Linked DNA regions of Anser cygnoides: region 2 is linked to region 1. Evidence: chromatin contacts called from public Hi-C data. All regions are on one chromosome and are shown on one strand. Each heading gives the region's core, a stretch centred on a gene start, on an enhancer-like site or on the middle of the called end of the contact. The rest is flanking DNA. Distances are from core to core; before and after follow the strand shown. Region 1 holds the start of TOP2A (DNA topoisomerase II alpha). Region 2 overlaps RARA (retinoic acid receptor alpha).

Region 1 (2,700 bases), core at 199-2,698:
CCCGCAGGCGGGACTGCCAGGGATGGCGAAGCTCCGGCCCCGGGGAGGGCTTGGCGGCCCCGCTGGGCGAGGGCAAGCTGCTGGCGGGGCAGCGGCACAACTGCTCCGAGGAGCTGGTGGTGCTGTGCGTGGAGGTGGCCTTCCCCTACCGCCACATGTGGTGACGGCCACGCGGTGGGGGCATCGCGGCACCGGGGGGCCCGCGGCCCCAGGTATCCCATGGGGAGAGAACTGCAGCGTCGGGGCTGTGCGAGCACTGGGAGCACTGGGAGGACATCGTCCCCATCCCGGGCACTGGGAGCACCGGGATGACATCGTCCCCATCCTGGGCACTGGGAGGACATCGTCGTCCCCGTCCCGGGCTGTGCTTGGCCCCCAGGCTGTGCCCGGCCACCTCCATTACCTCAAGTAATGCTAATGCTGCGCCTTCCCCAGAAATAAAGATGTGGAAAAGTTGGTGTTTTGGACAATGCCCAGCTTCCCGTTACTGGGGGGTCATTACCGGGACAGCGGTGAGGGGCTGGGGACGGGTGTGCTGAGCCTGCAGTGTGGTGTCGGGGGATGCAGTGTGGGGACAGGGGGAGCAGTGTGGGGATGGGGGGAGCAATGTGGGGACGGGCGGGACACCACAAGGACCATGAAGTCACAGCCACCAGCCTGCCATCGACTGTCACCAACAGGGCCGCATGGCAAGCTGTCCCGACGAACCAGGGGCTAGAGGGGGGGCTTCAGCCACAGCCTGGCCCCCCGCCCTGCTCACTGGGTCCCACTGGGTCCCAGTTGCCCCCAGTCCCTGCCCACTGGTTCCCAGTTCCCGCTCACTGGGTCCCATTTACTCGCAGTGCCCACTCACCGGTTCCCAGTTACCCCAGACCCCGCTCCCTGGCTCCCAGTTACCCCTCAGACCCTGCTCACTGGTTCCCAGTTGCCCCCAGACCCCACTCACTGGTTCCCAGTTACCCCAGACCCTGCCCACTGGCTCCCAGTCCCCGCCCACTGGCTCCCAGTACTCCCCAGTCCCTACCCACTGCTTCCCAGTTACTCTGTCCCTGTTCACTGGCTCCCAGTTACCCCCAGACCCCACTCCCAGTTACTCCCAGTCCCCGCTCCCTGGCTCCCAGTTACCCCCAGACCCCACACCCAGCCCCCCCAGTCCCCACCCACAGGCTCCCAGTTCCCCCAGTCCATGCCCACTGCTTCCCCGTTCCCCCAGACCCCTCCCACTGGGGCCTCCCCATCACCCCCCCCCCCACAACGACGACTGAGCATGCGCAGGACCCAGCCGCGCACGGATCCAGCCGCTCAGAGCCCTCCCTCTTCCCCCTCCCACTGGCCAATCTCCCTGCCCATCAAAGAAATCTCCCCTTCGATTGGCTGCTTTGAAAGCGCGGCACGCCTTGTGACTGGCGAGGAGACGGGAGGCGGGCACCGCTTGTGTCCCCGCCCTCCCGCTGCCATTGGCGGGCGGCGGGGGCCGGCGCGCGGCGATTGGCGGAGCGTTGTGGCGGGCTGGGCGCGGGTTCGAACTGCGCGGGGCCGTTGGCGCCCCTCAGTGCTGCTGCCGCCGCCGCCATGGAGCTCGCGGAGTCCCCGGTGCCGCTCCGGGTGCGTGGGTGCCCCCCCGGGTCCCTCGGAACCCCCCCGGCCTCTCTCAGACCCCCCTGGGCTCCTCAGAACCCCCCCGGGCCCCTCAGGGTCCCCCCTCACCCCTTCGCCGGATCCCCTCAGGGTGTCCCCGGCCTCCCCCCGCCGCTCCATGGCCTCTCACAACCGCCCCCCCCAGGTTCCTCTAGGCCTCCCCCCTCCTGTTAGGGCCCCCCCCGACTCGGAGACCCCCAAACTCTCGCCCCAAGCTCCCCTACCGTCAGAGCCCTTCCCTAAACTCCCCTTCCGATCCCCCCCCGCCATTTGGAGCCCCCCAAATTCCCCCCCAAGCTACCCTCCTGTCAGCCTCCCCAAATTCTTCTCCCCCCCCCGCAAGGCGCGGAGCTCCCCACACACACACTCTCTTCACATCAGCCCCCCCCCCCCCCCAAACTCCCCTCCCATCAGGGACCCTGGCTTGGAGCCCCCCGGTTTCCCCCTTCTGCCCACCCTCCCCCAGGCTTGGAGCCGTCCAGACCCCCCTCCCATCAGGACCCTCCCGACTCAGAGCCCCCCTAAACTCCCCTCCTATCAGAGACCCCCAAACTCTACTCCCATGGGGTCCCCCCCACGGCTCAGAATCCCCCAGACTCCCCTCTTGCCCCCCGCCACCAGTCCCCGCTGCCCCTCACCCCCTCTCTTCCCCCCCCTCAGCCCACCGACGAGAACCCCCGGCTGCCCAAGGGCGATGGCGCCAAGAAGCGGCTCTCGGTGGAGCGCATCTACCAGAAGAAGACGCAGCTGGAGCACATCCTGCTCCGGCCCGACACCTACATCGGCTCCGTGGAGACGGTGACCCAGGTACGGCGGGGCCAGGGACGGCCTCTGAGCCCTCCAAACCCGCAGCGCGGAGCTGAACCGGGGGGCTAAACGTTTCTTGTCTTTCTTTTCAGCAAATGTGGGTTTTTGATGAGGACGTGGGCCTGAACTGCAGAGATGTGACCTTTGTGCCTGGCTTGTACAAAATCTTTGATGAGATTCTGGGTAAGAAGATGCTGTTCTTGGGTTGTTGCTTGGCTGTCGAGGTGTTTCTGAACCGACAGAGAAACCAGAGTT
Region 2 (2,934 bases), core at 236-2,735, 41 kb after region 1:
CCCCACCTCCACACCCCGACGGCGCTCGCCGCAGGGCGCGGGAACGGGGGCGCGCGGGTGCACAAGGAGAGAGGGGGGGGGTTTTGGGAAACTGAGGCAGGCCAGGGGAGGGTGGGGGGGGTCCAGCCCGGCCCCCCCCCCCCCCCCCCAGCTCCCGGTGGCGGCCGCGGCCCCGTGATGGATGGACGAGGCTGTCAGGGGGAAATTGAATCAGAGCAGGCAGGCCCATCGCCTCCATCGCCCCCCTCCCCCGGCGGCCGCCGCGCCAACAAAGGGCGCAGCGCGCGGCACCGCCGGCACCGGCCCCCCTGCCACCGTGCTGAGCCCCCCCCCCCCTGACCGGCACCCAGCCCGGTGCCACCAATGTGCCCGGGGAACGGCCACCGGCCCCCTAACCGGGCCGTTACAACCCCGGCCATTAACGAAGGCGGCCGTGCAATTAGCGCCCGCGCGCCCCGCGCCGTGCCTCAGTTTCCCCCGGTGGCGGCGCCGACGGGGCCACGGCGAGCGCCCGCAGCCAGGGAGCGAGGAGCCGGTGCCCCCCAGCCCCCCCCACACCGTACGAGGTCGGTTTGCCCCCCCAACCCTTTGTTTCCTGTCGCCGCAGCGATTTATAAAGCTCGCCGGGGGGGGGACGGGGACACCCCCAGGCCCGGTGTCACCCTCCCGGCACCGGAGCAGCACCACGGTGCCGGCACCGGAGCATCCCTGCGGGGCCGGCACCCGCAGCACGGACACCGGGGGGTCCCCGCACGCACCCCCGGCTCGGATCCCGACATCAGGACCCCCCCCCCCTATAAAAGCAGAGCCCCCCCCCCCCCCCGCCCCCGGCCCCCCCCTCGGTACTCACTGGCCGGCGAGGGCGTGCTGTATCCGCTGACGGGCAGCTGGTGCTGGATGCCGGGCAGGGTGCTGGGCGGCGAGAGCCCCCCCAGCATGTGGGGGAAGAAGAAGGCGTAGGGGGGGCACGGGGGTAGCCGTTGAGGTGCCCCCCCCCGGGCGTGGGGCAGGAGCTGCTGTTGCTGGCCATGGCGGGGGGCCTCCGGTGCTGGTGGGGGTGGGGGGGGGGGGCAGGGGGGGGGGCGCGTTCAGGCGTGGGGTGAGCAGAGCATGGGGCTGCCCGGCGCCTGTCCTGGCACGGCTGCGGCTCCTGGGGTGCTGCGGGGGGGGGGGCAGAAAAAGAAAACGGGGGGGGGGGTTAAAACACAGGCTGTGACACCCCCAAACCATCCCGACGCGCTGCCCACCGCCCCGTGCCTCAGTTTCCCCAGCACCGCATCCCACCACGGCCCCGGGGGGGGGCGCAGCGTGCCCGTGGGATTAACACACCCCCCCCCCCCGATTAACACCACCACCACCGGTCTCTAATCCCGGCTTATGGCCTGGGGGGGGGGGGGGGCACGCAGCGGGGACCCCCCCCCAGCACCACGCACAGGGGACGTGCGGGTGGGGGGATGCCGACGAGCACCGCGGGGTCCCCTGAGGTCAGCGTCCCCCGCCGCGTGTCCCCGAGCGTCACGGGGGTGCTGGGGGGGGAGGGGGTCGGGGGGGGGGGCACCTCCTGGCCCAGCACGGGGAGGGGGCTCCGAGACCCCCCCCCAGCACCAGCACCCTCCGACAGGGTGCTGGGCACAGCACCCTGACCCCGTACCACGGCTGGGAGCCCCCCCGGCCGGGCAGGGACCCCGCAACCCCCCCCCCCCCCCATGCCAGGCCAGCGGTGAGGGCCTTGGGGGGGGGGGGGGGGGGGGGACCCCACAGCGTATGGGGCGGGGGGCCCGGGGCTTTCACAATCCCGGGCTGGCTGTTTATTTAAGCGCTGGCGCGAGGCCCGGCGGGGGATGTTTATTTGCCGAGAGTGCTGGCTCCCGGCCCCGCGGAGGCGGAAAAGGATCCAGAGGAACAAGGCTGGGCCGCCCGGCGAGGCGCTGGGGAGGGGCTGGGACGGGCACGGCCCTGCCTGCCCCCCCCCGCCCCCAAACCACCCCCCCTCACCCCAAGGACTGGGTGCAACCCCCCCCCCCCCCCGGGGGCAGGACCCCCAGCCTCAGACCCCTCAATGATGCCCCGCATCCAGAGGGGCACCCGCAATGGGGTGGCGGGGGGGGACACACACGTACTGTCCGTCCGTCCCCCATAGTGGGCACCCAAGGGTGGGGGGCACCCAGTGGGTGCTGGGCACCGCTCCGGCAGCCGGGACAACGCCGGAGCTGGGCATGGAGGGGAGGGGGGGGGGTGACAGCCGCCAAGCCACGGTGCCCCCCCCACGGCACCCGAGGGACCCCGGTGCCAGCCCAGCACGGGGGCCACCCGGAGCCCCCCCCCTCCAAACCCCATCCCCAATCGGTGCTGCGGCCCCCCGAGCTGGGTTTGGGGGGGCAGGGGGGCAGCGGAGGGGGGGGGGCGGCGCGGGAAGCAGTGTTGATGTTTGCCGGTGCCAAGTGCTCACCGGGCACCGCGCCAGCCACGCCGGGGCCCAATTACTCAACCCGCGCCCGGGCCCCCCCCCTCGCTCCCAGACACCCCCCCCCCCCCAGCACACCGCAGGCCTGGGACAGAGCAAGGCCAGCGGCACGGCCACCGCCTGTCCCCGGCCTGGGGGGCACCTTCCCGGCACCCCCCCGGGACTGGCACCGGCCGAGGGGGCTCTGGAGGTGTGTGTGGGGGGGGGGTCCTGGGGGTAAATGGAGCTGTGCCCCCCCCCCCTCGGAGCAAGGCACGGTGCCTTCCTGCCGTGCAAAACGGGGCGCAGAGCCCCCGGCACGGGGCTGCTCCCCAATGGGGGGCTGGGGGGGGTCCTGAGCACCCCAACCCTGCGCCCTGGCCGAGCTTTGTGCCGGGGGCAGCAATAGGGAAGGAGGGGGGGGGGGCGGGGGGGGGGGGGGGGACACAACCCCACACCGAGGGGCTGCGCTCGCCCTTGCCGGCGCCTTT

What was found. A called contact is a pair of places that touch in the nucleus more often than the background predicts.
Region 2: a contact with region 1 is called in a Hi-C map of liver, with 8 times the contacts expected there. The contact joins the enhancer-like site here to the promoter of TOP2A in region 1. A contact is called at or near these places in 2 of 7 Hi-C or Micro-C datasets (both in liver).

The regions. Positions count from the first base shown.
Region 1 is chr22:7,588,271-7,590,970 of Taihu_goose_T2T_genome, forward strand. TOP2A (DNA topoisomerase II alpha) reads left to right here and starts at 1,449. Exons shown (of 35, transcript XM_048053205.2): 1 at 1,449-1,605; 2 at 2,299-2,445; 3 at 2,538-2,628. The coding sequence starts at 1,573. It overlaps LOC106049566 (collagen alpha-1(XVIII) chain-like), which reads left to right. Exons shown (of 23, transcript XM_048053179.2): 23 at 1-470. The coding sequence ends at 164.
Region 2 is chr22:7,629,071-7,632,004 of Taihu_goose_T2T_genome, forward strand. It overlaps RARA (retinoic acid receptor alpha), which reads right to left. Exons shown (of 10, transcript XM_066981428.1): 2 at 974-1,158; 3 at 851-971. The coding sequence starts at 1,030. Among named protein-coding and RNA genes, the nearest start is that of RARA, 6.7 kb to the right of the region's middle. Within about 2 kb of position 1,486, at least 2 of the 3 cell types and tissues checked have open chromatin away from gene starts, as enhancers often do. A contact at or near this core is called in liver, where this site is marked.